Linked DNA regions of Sus scrofa: regions 2 and 3 are each linked to region 1. The links are chromatin contacts, called in public HiChIP or PLAC-seq and promoter capture Hi-C maps. All regions are on one chromosome and are shown on one strand. The core of a region is the stretch at or near the end of the contact, and the rest is flanking DNA. Distances in the headings are between cores, read along the strand shown.

Evidence for each region. Promoter capture Hi-C pulls out the DNA fragments that hold promoters and counts their contacts. HiChIP or PLAC-seq counts read pairs in DNA pulled down with a chosen protein or histone mark.
Region 2: an H3K27ac HiChIP or PLAC-seq map of skeletal muscle shows a contact between it and region 1, with 6 times the contacts expected there. The contact joins the promoter of WISP2 here to the promoter of PKIG in region 1. A contact is called at or near these places in 1 of 47 Hi-C or Micro-C datasets (embryonic fibroblasts) and 1 of 2 datasets of contacts at active chromatin or transcription factors (skeletal muscle).
Region 3: a contact with region 1 is called in a promoter capture Hi-C map of liver, with 3 times the contacts expected there. The contact joins the promoter of FITM2 here to the promoter of PKIG in region 1. A contact is called at or near these places in 2 of 5 promoter capture datasets (fetal liver and liver) and 1 of 47 Hi-C or Micro-C datasets (liver).

What each region holds. Positions count from the first base shown.
Region 1 is chr17:46,931,380-46,935,049 of Sscrofa11.1, forward strand. PKIG (cAMP-dependent protein kinase inhibitor gamma) reads left to right here and starts at 2,127. Exons shown (of 5, transcript NM_214371.1): 1 at 2,127-2,154.
Region 2 is chr17:47,129,265-47,132,934 of Sscrofa11.1, forward strand. WISP2 (WNT1-inducible-signaling pathway protein 2) reads left to right here and starts at 1,972. Exons shown (of 5, transcript XM_003134452.4): 1 at 1,972-2,324; 2 at 2,464-2,578. The coding sequence starts at 2,519.
Region 3 is chr17:46,743,834-46,747,503 of Sscrofa11.1, forward strand. It overlaps FITM2 (fat storage inducing transmembrane protein 2), which reads right to left and starts at 2,065. Exons shown (of 3, transcript NM_001128460.1): 1 at 1,884-2,065. The coding sequence starts at 2,056.

The DNA.
Region 1 (3,670 bases), core at 877-3,376:
ACGCATACAAATATTCTTTTTCAGGTTTCTTTCCCCTCATTCAGGTTATTACAAAATATTGACTCTAGTTCCCTGTGCTTGCGACTCTAAGTAGTGTAGTCAGGGCAGGTCTTTTTGAAGACTTGACATTTGAGCAGAAATCTGAAGGAAGTGAGGATGCAAGTCATGGAGATATCTGGAAGAAGAGTGGTCCCAGCATGGAACAGCAAGAGGAAAGGCCCTGAGATAGAAGGATGCTTAACCTAGAAACCTCAAAGCCTGGTGGCTGGAGCATGGAGAAGAAAATGGTGAGAGGTGGGACTGAACAGGCATCCAGGGCAGTAGTTCACTTGCGGATCTGTTGTTGACCATAGTAACTCCAGATTTTGTTCAGCACACTTCAAGCTTTTAAACAGGGGAAAGATGTGATCATGTTTACATTTCAAGAGGATCATTTTGGCTACTGAGTGGAAAAAAGACTGGGGCAGGGTTGGAAGATAGAGTAGAAGCAACGACAGGGCTAGTCCGGAGACTCTTGCTGTGTGCAGTGAAAAATATTGCCTGCCATAGCAGTAAACAAAGGACTTTGCAGCCATCAAGCCACTACAGCCACCTGGCACAGTGAGCCCTGAGGGAACTCAGGATGGAGATAGTCACCCCCAGCTGTGCACCCTGAGGGGACTGCGGATGGAGAGAAGCAGGATACTGGTCCTAGACAGATAAGGTGCTTATCAAAGGAATGATTTCAGTGAGCCCAGAATCTTGCATCCTCCCATACACAGAAAAGCTCTAAATTCCTTAACTTGAGCCATCCGGTTTTCTTTAATTAACAGTCATCTTTGTTGCAAAAACTCATATATTTTGGTTCCTTCCTTATCTCTTCGGAATAGTCTCTAAGAACCAGCTGAGAGGCTGTGTCCTGGGCTTAAGTCCTCAGTTTCGTCAGCCAGATAAAACATAATTCTTTTTTTTTTTTTTTTTTTTTTTTTTGTCTTTTTGCTGTTTCTTTGGGCCACTCCCGCAGCATATGGAGATTCCCAGGCTAGGGGTCCAATCGGAGCTGTAGCTGCCAGCCTACGCCAGAGCCACAGCAACACGGGATCCAAGCTGCGTCTGCAACCTACACCACAGCTCACGGCAACGCCGGATCCTTAACCCACTGAGCAAGGGCAGGGATCGAACCCGCAACCTCATGGTTCCTAGTCGGATTCGTTAACCACTGCGCCACGACGGGAACTCCAGATAAAACATAATTCTTAAGTTTTTGGTTGTGCTTTTTTTTTTTTTTTTCCTTCAGTCAATGGCTGTATGCGTAGCTTGAAGATAAGTCTATTCTAAACTGTATCTACATCTATTTCAGTCCCTCTTAATTTTTTTTTTTTTTGTGGCAATCCATTTTATGGATGTACCATAATTTACCTAACCATTGTTGGTGGACGGTTAGACTGGTCTCGGCCTTTTTGCTGTCATACACAATGGAGCAATGAATACCTTTTATGCTCATGTTCCAATATTATCTGCAGGATTATTCCAGAAAATATAACTGCTGGTGTTAAAGTAAATTTTTTCTCATATTGAAATTAAATCTGGCGATCTCATGCTCACTGTCAGCCCAAAGAAACACGTTTTTTTGTTTTTTATTTTTTAAAAAATTCTTTGTCACACCACCAAGTTGGAAATTAGAGAGAGAGGCATGTGCCACCCCTCCCACATCAGTTTTCACGGCTTTAAATATCCCCAGTCTAGCAAGCTTCCGCCTGCGGCTCCAAATCTTCCCGGAATAGTCTCCATCTCAGGTGACAGAGAGAGAAACTGAGGCACAGGCAGGCTCTGAAACACAAGTCCTGCCCCTGCCCTGCTGTCCCCTTTCCACCCAACGTTTCCTTCCTTCTCTTTTCCCTCGGCGACAAGTTCCAGGCTGCCAGCCCCCACCCTGGGTTTCTCACCACTCAAAATCCCAACTGCCAGCCGCTTTCTCTCCTCCGCCCGCTCGGGGGCAGCGGCCGGGGCCGCGAAGTCTCCTGGTCCCCTCCGAGCCGCCGTAGCGCCAGCCTCGGGAGAGCGGCAGCTCCGGTTGCCAAGGCAACGTGCGCCGCTGAGCGCGGCCGGCGCCAGGCGGCCCTAGGGAGGCGCTGCGGGCCGGTGGCCCGGGCTCGGCTGGCGGCTGCACTGCAGGTGAGCAGGGGCCGGGAGGGTAGTCGCGGCCCAAACGCGCGTCTCCCGGCGTCGACTCGTCGCAGCAGGCGAGGGGCTGGGAGTCTGGGGACCCCAAGGAAGGAGACCGGGGCCTGACCTTTAAGCTCCCTGCCGGCGCCAGGGCGGCGCCCCCTCGTGCCCTTTAACCCTCGGCGTTGGTGTGGAGAGCGCTTTGGGATGTTTATTTGGGGGCTGTTGGCCTGATTTGAAAGTTTCTTAAAAAAAAAAAAAGCCATTCTTATTTGGGGATCGAGGAATAACTCGGAACTATAGAGAACGTGCTTCTGTGCGACTCTGGGGCCAGAGAGGATTGATTTCTTTGTGTATCAGTTTTCCCATCTGCAGAATGGGGATAATGAGAGCACCTGTCTTAGATGGTAATTATGAAGTATATTTAGATTTCAAATTCTTGCAGGTGAGTCCTCAATCCTTGGGAGCTTTTATTATTACTACCACTACTACTAGGAGGTCCATCATTGAGCATGTATTGTGTGCCAGGGCCTGGGCTGATGGCCAGGAGTAAAAAAGTGAATGAGACATCTTGTTCTCAGGGAACTCCACAGTTTTACCGTATAAATAGGAATTCATTGTGGTTCCAGCTTTGATTTTTGACATACTGGGGATTGTGAATATGCAGAGAAGTCAGTTCACCTAAATAGCTGGAGATGAGGTTGTGGAAAATGGTCAAAGAGAGATTCCAAAAGAAGATGACTTCCAAAATGAGACATGAAGGCTGCCTTTGTATCTGCTGGAAGATGAAGCTGGTGGAGTGCGTTCTGTTCTAGGTAGAGAGAACAGCCAGTGCAAGGTCTTGGGGTGAAAAATGCAGACTTCTTGGACATTTGCAAGGATTTCACAGCCTGGTTAGACCGATTGGAAGTGGTCTGGCTAGCTGTATTTGACAGATAAGCAGTTGCCCTTGTAAGTTTTGAGGCGTTTGGGCTTCTTTGTGGGGTCTAGTGGGGCGCACCAAAGGATTTAAATCAGGTGATGAATATGTATTGTGTGTGTTTGATCAGAGGTTTGGTTTTTTGTTTTTTCTCAGTCTCATCACTCCTCCAGGCTGTTTTTCACATTGCGGCTATTCATTTATGCAAAAAAAAATATTTTTCATCTTGCAAAAAAATATTTATTGAGTGTCTGCTGTGTGCCAGACACTGTGTTAAGTAGTAAGGAATACATGCCATGTCCTCGTGGCATGTATTCCACACATATTCAAAGATACTTTTGTGGAGACAAAAGCAGTTCAGTACAAGTGGAATTTAATCAATATTGGAAGAGACCCATTCAGGGAGATTTTGCTTTTTTTTGGGGGGGGGAGGCCCAAATCATTCAGGGCCACTATGTTGCACACTCTAGACAGAACCATTCACTTAGACTACACAGGAAAAAATGGCCAGGGAAGTGGGAGGAAAGCTAAGAGTGTGTAGTAATGAAAGCTCAAGGAAGAGGTCAACTTTGCTGGACGGTGCTGCTGAGATTTCAAGCGAAATAA
Region 2 (3,670 bases), core at 722-3,221, 200 kb after region 1:
GGCTCTGGCGTAGGCCGGGGGCTACAGCTCTGATTGGACCCCTAGCCTGGGAACCTCCATATGCCGTGGGAGCGGCCCAAGAAATAGCAAAAAGACCAAATTAATTAATTAATTAATTAATTAAAAGTCTGCTTTTTTTTTTTTTTTTTAATCATCAGGCACTGGCACATCTAAATAAGGTCAGTCATAAAATACTGCATCTCCAAAACATCTTTTACTGGTCTAGCCATTAAACAATTGTGGTGACTGTTGAATTTTAATAATATGCAGGTAAGCTTCACGTTAGCACATTTTAATTTCTTAGCCTCTAATAAACCTCTTCTCCCTGGAAGTTAAACTAGAGAATTTCTAGAACTACACCAGCACACGGGCCACCAGCACACGTGGACTTGGACTTCACCAGGAGAGAAAGCTGCTCACGGTTTGGAATCTCGCGCTTGCGGCAAGTACTGTTCCTGTCCCCAGCTCTGTGGTATCACATCTTTCTGTGTCGCAATAGGAGATGCAAAGAAACGTGATGGATGGAAGACGTAGGTAGTTTAATTCTGTCATTCTAAGTGACTCCTTAGGGTTTTGATTTGTGTTTAAAATTTGGAACAGTGAAACCGTGTGGACTTAAAGGGTATTGTTTTTGCTTGGTAAGGGCAAATCCGGTTCGTCCATGAAATATATTTATTTCATCCCACAGTGATCCCTGGTGACATTTTTGCTATATGAAGGAGGCAGGGGGAGGCTTGGAAATGACCCATTCTGGGTGTAAAATCGGCATGCCTCTGACTGAAACATAAGCCTTAATAAATAACACGGCCTCTCCTTCTCTTCAAGTCTGTGGACACCCCACCCTCACCCTCAACCACTTCCTCCAGCCATAAATGATCACATCCCACATTTTCATCTTCAATTTCCATCCCATCAACTCATTCCTTGGGATTGCAGCCAAGATCAAGTCCCTCTTCTTGCTCGCCAACTGCCCCCTTCTGGACCCCTCTGCTGCCCAGCTCCATCACTTTGATGTTGGGGGGCTGGGGGAGAGGATGGGGGCCAAAACCTTCTCCAGCCCCCCACCCGACACCACCTCTACTATCATCTTTGTCAAATTTCTACAGTCAAAGCGGATGTCTTTTTTTTTTTTTTTTTTTTGTCTTTTCTAGGGCCAGTCCCATGGCATAGGAAGGTTCCCAGGCTAGGGGTCCAATCGGAGCTGTAGCCACCAGCCTACGCCAGAGCCACAGCAACACGGGATCGAGCAGCGTCTGCGACCTACACCACAGCTCATGGCCACACCAGATCCTTAACCCACTGAGCAAGGCCAGGGATCGAACCTGCAACCTCATGGTTCCTAGTCGGATTCGTTAACCACTGTGCCACGACAGGAACTCCCGAAGCTGATGTCTTTATACCTGCCCCTCCCCCAGCAGCTGGGACATGTAAGTGCCCCCCAAACACTGGTAGCATGACTTGCGTGGGTCTTACTCCCTTGTGGATGGCGCCCCCCAGTACAGTCAGCTCCAGTCACACAGGTACCTCTGGTGCCCAGAACAGGCACTGCTAGCACACTGACCCCTCTGCCTGGAACGTTCTGCCCTCTCTAACTCCCCTTTGCCTCGGTGCCTCCTTCAGAAAGCTGTCCCTCCCCCTGATCAGGAGCCCCCCCCCACCTCGGCCCCCTCAATAGTCCCAGGAATTCCACCTGCTCTTCCACTCTCCCCTCCCCCTCCAGGCTTTGCCCCCCATTTCGGGAGCTGAAGACACAACAGAGGGGGCCTTAGAGTTGGTTGAATTCCGCAAAATGGATTTGGTTCTTGCAGATTGCCCAGCAGTGCCCTGCAAGAGCTGGCACACACGAGGTCCAGCCCGCACGGGTTCATCCACTGCGGGCCGCCTTCCAGAGCTCGGCAGGCAGGCCCCCGGGGAAGGTCCCTCATTGCCAAAAGCAAATAGGCCGCCCAGGGAAGTTTTGCTCTGCGTCACACCCACCTCTGGATGGCTGCCCATCTTCCTGCCAGAAACCGCAGGCCCGCTGGAGCTGCCCAGAGTCCGAACCATGGGGTTTGGGAGGACTTGGGTCGGCTGTGCAAAGGGGGTGTCAGCTGAGTACTTCCTGGACCAACAGCCCCCGCTGGGGTCGGGCAGAGGGTCTGGGGCAGGGCTGCAGCGGCTCCAGCTGCAGCTTGGGAAGGCCCTCTTGGGCTGGGAGGAGCTAGAGAGGTCCCTGCCAGCCTGTCACAGGCTCTCAGTGCTGGCACTGGCTCTGGCAGTCATACACACACACACACACACACTGGCAAGCACCCCCTTGGTGACCTCCACGGTCTCACCTTCAGGTAAATGGGCTCATCAATGGGAGGCTGAGGATGGGAGAGAAATAGGACTACGAAGGCAGCGTGTGTGTGCGCACGCGTATGTGTGTGTGTGTGTGGTGTGTGTGCCTGGGAGTGACCTCACAGCTGCCGGAACATAAAGACTTACAGGTCCTGCCTCCCAGGCTCAAAGCTGGCTCCGTGGGGAACACGGTGACATGGGAGGCACAGCACAGACTCTCATCCTGGCCTTCTCCCTCCTCTGCCTCCTCTCCAAGGTAAGGCCCTCCCCCGCCCCCCGGCCCAGAAACGTACTGCTGGCTTCCTGGGTGTGGTGGGGGAGGGGAGAATCCCTGCAGGCCTCCTGTGCTGGGCTCAGCCCCGCTTCCCTCCCTGGTGCCCAGACAGCTGTCTCTGGCCAGCTCTGCTGTGTGACCTCAGACCCATCCCTTCCCCTCTCTGAGCCTCAGCTGCCTCGTCAGTTGCGTGGATAAAATGTGCATGAGGCCTTGGTGAAGGTCATATATCAGAGTCCATTGAAAGGGCTCAGCACAGGATCTGGCATGTGGCGAATGTTTAAAAGAGGACTTTCGTGATTATCGCCTCTGAGCCCCTCTCCAAAGAAGTGGGTGTCCTCATGATAAACAGGGAGACTCAAGACAAGGTCTGCTTTGCCTATGAGCTAGGATTCGAGTGGATGATGGTGTCTGGCTGATTGGAAGCTTCGCCTGCTGACCCCAGCTGGAGGGGGATGCGGGGCAGCCCCATGGAATAACGACCTTCTCTCATGGGATATTTTCACAGGGCTTGTGGAACATCTAGCTTGCCTAGCATGCCCAACGACCCCATCAGCCATGATTATTTTCTGTTTTCAGTCAAGTAAGGCTCAGAGAGGGTAAGCCACTTGCCCCAAACCACACAGCATCAGAGCAATAGAGGCAGTAGAGCCCCGGAGAGACCTGGGTGTGGGTGAGTGGGGACCGCCGTCAGCGCCCCTCCACCCTCAACCTGGACCAAGGCCACAGTGCTGAGTCTGCCATCACCTTAGTGAATGCCAGGCTCCCGGTGTCCTGGAGACTGGCCCCGCCACAAGCCATGATCTCATGGTATTTTCATGCTCCTTTGAGGATCACAGGAACTTCTCTCTCCCGGGTCTAAGCAGTGGCTGGGGGAAGGCTGAGGACCTGCTGACATCCCAGTCCTGCTGTCTGTTCTCCCAAAGGGAAGGAGCAGGACCTGAGGCCGGGGAGGGGGGGGGGTGCTTGGTACTTAGAGCAGGGGACTCGGGGATCTGCACCTGGGGTTAAATGAAAGGTCGAGGTGAAGCCGTCCTAGACCCACGGTTCACCTCCTCCCCTGACCCCCCGCAT
Region 3 (3,670 bases), core at 815-3,314, 190 kb before region 1:
AGGAAGGTGTCATTTGTTGCATATTACAGATAAAAAGACTAGTTCAGTAACTTGCCCAGAGTCACACTCACACGATCAGTAAGCGCAGATTAAACCACCATTTGGCCAGCCCCAAAGCCCGGGCTTTGTCTACACCAAAGCTCTTTTTCCTACGAGGTAGAAATGGTCAGAGAGAGCTCACTTCATGCTGGAAGACCCAGGTTTGAACCCTGACTCTGATTATCACCACACTTCTCTAGGCCTCTGTTTCCTCAAATGCTGAATAGAATTGGGGGACCAATCGATTCTTTTGTTGTTGTTGTTGGTGGTCTTTTTAGGGCCACACTCACAGCATACGGAGGTTCCCAGGCTAGAGGTCAAATCAGAGTTGTAGCTGCCAGCCTACACCACAGCCACAGCAATGCCAGATCCGAGTCACATCTGTGGCCTACACCACAGCTCATGGCAACACCAGATCCTTAACCCAATGAGCAAGGCCAGGGATCGAACCCGAGTCCTCATGATACTAGTCCAGTTCTTTACCACTGAGCCATGATGGGAACTCCCCTAATCGATTCTTAAAATCCCCTCCAGAGCCAAGGATTCACTAGTTCCCTTTCATCAGTTAACCAGCACAGAGGTATGGAAGAGAACACCAGAATCCATAGCAACCTGCAAACCACAGGGACTTTACCAGGGTGCTCAGCTTCCAGCATCTCCCAGGCCAGATCAAGCAGCAACAGCCTTGTCTGCCTCCCCTGCACTTATCAAAGGTGGCTGACCTGGGACCAGCTGCAGCGAACACACATGCAAGAGATGTGGGGCCATGACCACTTTCATAATCTGCCCAGCCTCGTAAGTGGGGGAGGAAGGTGGGCCAAGGACAGAAGGCCTCTTTCTTGGGTTCCAAAAATGTCTCAGACACTACCCAAGAGCCTGTCGCTAAAATCTTCCCTGGGACTGATATGCAGGGAACTGGCCAGAGCCATGACCTGTTAGGTATTCGATGAAGCTGCTGGAGAGAGAAACCAGGGTTTTAAGCAGATAACCAAAACTGGACTGACTTCTGGGAGATGCCACAGACACCATAATCCTGAAGAGAAAAAACTCACATCAAGGGAGAATTTTTATCTTTCAGAATCTCCCTTTACTATTCCAACAGTGTTGTTGTCAATAACCTTAAAATCCAAGAGGTTTTTTTTTTTTTTTTTTTTTTTTTTTTAAAGGAGGGGGTGGGTAGACTTAAGAAATCTCAAAGAACCTGGCTGGGATTGTGTTCCTGGGCCACTGCCAGGAACTTTGAGTGGCTTAAGAAGATCCATGCAGATTCAGGGGAAAGGTCATAGACTGGAGGGTTCCACTCCTGCGACACTATCTTGGAGCGGGGTTGTCACAGGCTAGGATGGGGGTGGGGGGAAGGGCAGGTCTTTCTACCCTACCCAGGTGTGATGGGATTCTGTCACGCTGGGGGTGCAGGGGGTAATAACTGGACTTAGGGCAGAGGCACGGCGTCTGATGCCGGCAGGCAGGAGAGACGTGGCATATTCCCCAGGGCAGCGGCCAACCCCTAAACCCAAAGGAAATCGGGGTGGGGGTGGGAAGCTGGTTCATCCCCTCTTGCCACCTCCCACTCCTACACACACACAGACACACACACCTCCCTGCCCGTCACCCCTGCCCAGTCAGCTCAGACTGTCTTGTTTGGTGTGCAAACGCGACTTGCTGGTGACACTAGCTATTTCGGGGTCCCTCCATTTCGACCCGCGTGCAGACGCTGCTGTCACGATGGGGAGAAGGACCTCCCCTTCCAATGACTCGTCATCAGGGCAGCCAACCCCCAGCTGTCTGGGCAAGGCGACAGCGGTAGCTACGGCGGGGACAGGAGAAACCCGGGGCACACTCACACGTTGAGGACGTTGCGTTTGTTGCTGAGATAGCTCTCGGGCAGCGGTGAGAGTTCCTTGAGGAGGGACCCCGCCAGCATGGAAGCTGCCAGGGCCCAGGGCAGGTACCGCCGCACAGCCGCCCGCACCAGTGTTCCCCTGAGGACCCACGCGCAGCGCTCCAGGTGCTCCATGCCCGACCTCTTCGGCCACCGTCCGCCGACCCGTGCCTTCTCGGCCACCGTCTCGCCCTTCGTCCCGGCCGGCGAAACCACCTCCCTTTGAGCGCATGCGCGCTGCCCTCAGGCCCCGCCCTTGAGGAGGGTGCGCGTTCTGGAGCCCGCGCGCTCCCCCTCCTGGCCACCGGCGGCCTCTGCAGCGCGCTTGACTCCAAATTCGTCGCTTTCTCTTCACTCAAAATCACCTCCCGGAAAATCACCTTAGCTCCATCCGGGTAAGGCAGGTTTGAACCTCAGCCTCTATGCCTTGCTCTGATCAAAGAAAAAGAGTTTGTGGGAATATTTGCTGGAGGTAAGGAAGAATAAACGTTTCGTTGTAGGAGCTGGGACAGTGGTCTCAGCCTCTTTTGTTTTCTCATCTGTAAAATGAAGAGACAAGAGGAGATCGCCTTTCCCAAGAGTTAATTTATGAACTCAGGGTTCATTGTGGTGTCCAGAAACAGTTGCATGAGAATATAAATGCATACAATCATCGTATTTACATTTAAAATTATTGGATTTATTTTCACCTTCAAAACAACCACATACTTGTATTGAGCGAAAATGCTGGATGCTGAGGGTTAATGACGATAAGATGAGGGTGTTGATGACTCAGTTACTTATTTATCACAGAGTTAAACCTTCTCATCCCCTGGTCTGGTTGGGTGTGTAATTCAGTGTTTCCCAACCTTGAGGCATTTCTTTGCCACTGTATTAATTTTCTAGGACTGCCATAACAAGTTGCCAGAAACGTGTTGGCTTAAACCAACAGAAATATATTCTCTGGCAAGTCTGGAGGCCAGAAGTCTGAAATCAAGCTGTCGATGGGATTGGTTCCTTCTGGAGGCTCCTAGAAGGAGACCTTCCATGGCTCTCTTCCAGTGGCTGCAGGCAGTCCTGGGCATCCTTGGCTTATGGCTGCATCACTCCAATCTCTACTTCTTTCTTCCCATGGTCTTCTCCCTTCTGCGTGTCTGTGTGTCTTCTCTCCTTCCATCTATTATAAGGACACTCGTCACTGGATTTAGGGTCCACTCAAAATCCAAAATAATCACTTCATTAGATCCTTCATTACATGTGCAAAGACTTTATTTCCAAATAAGGTCATATTCCCAGGGATTAAGACTTTGATGTGTCCTTTGGCGCGGGGGGGGGGGGGTGTCACCATTCAACCCCCTGTATCCACTTGAACTGTTTCTGCCATGTCCATACACCACCAGTACTATTATTTCTTCACATTTTTCTTTAGACAATACACATTTAAAACTGAAATACTTATAGACTCCCAAGCAGAAATACCCATAGAATAATAGATTCTATGTGCCAGCTGTATTTCTTCTGTTACAAAAATGACATTTCTGGAGTTCCCTTTGTGGCTCAGCGGTTAACGAACCCGGCTAAGATCCACGAGGATGCGGGTTGATCCCTGGCCTTGCTCAGTGGCTTAAGGATCTGGCGTTGCCATGAGCTGTGGTGTAGGTTGCAGATGCATCTCGGATCCTGCTGTGCCATAGGCCCGCAGTGGTAGCTCCTATTGGACCCCTAGATTGGAAACTTCCATGTGCCGCGCATGCAGCCCTAAAAAGCAAA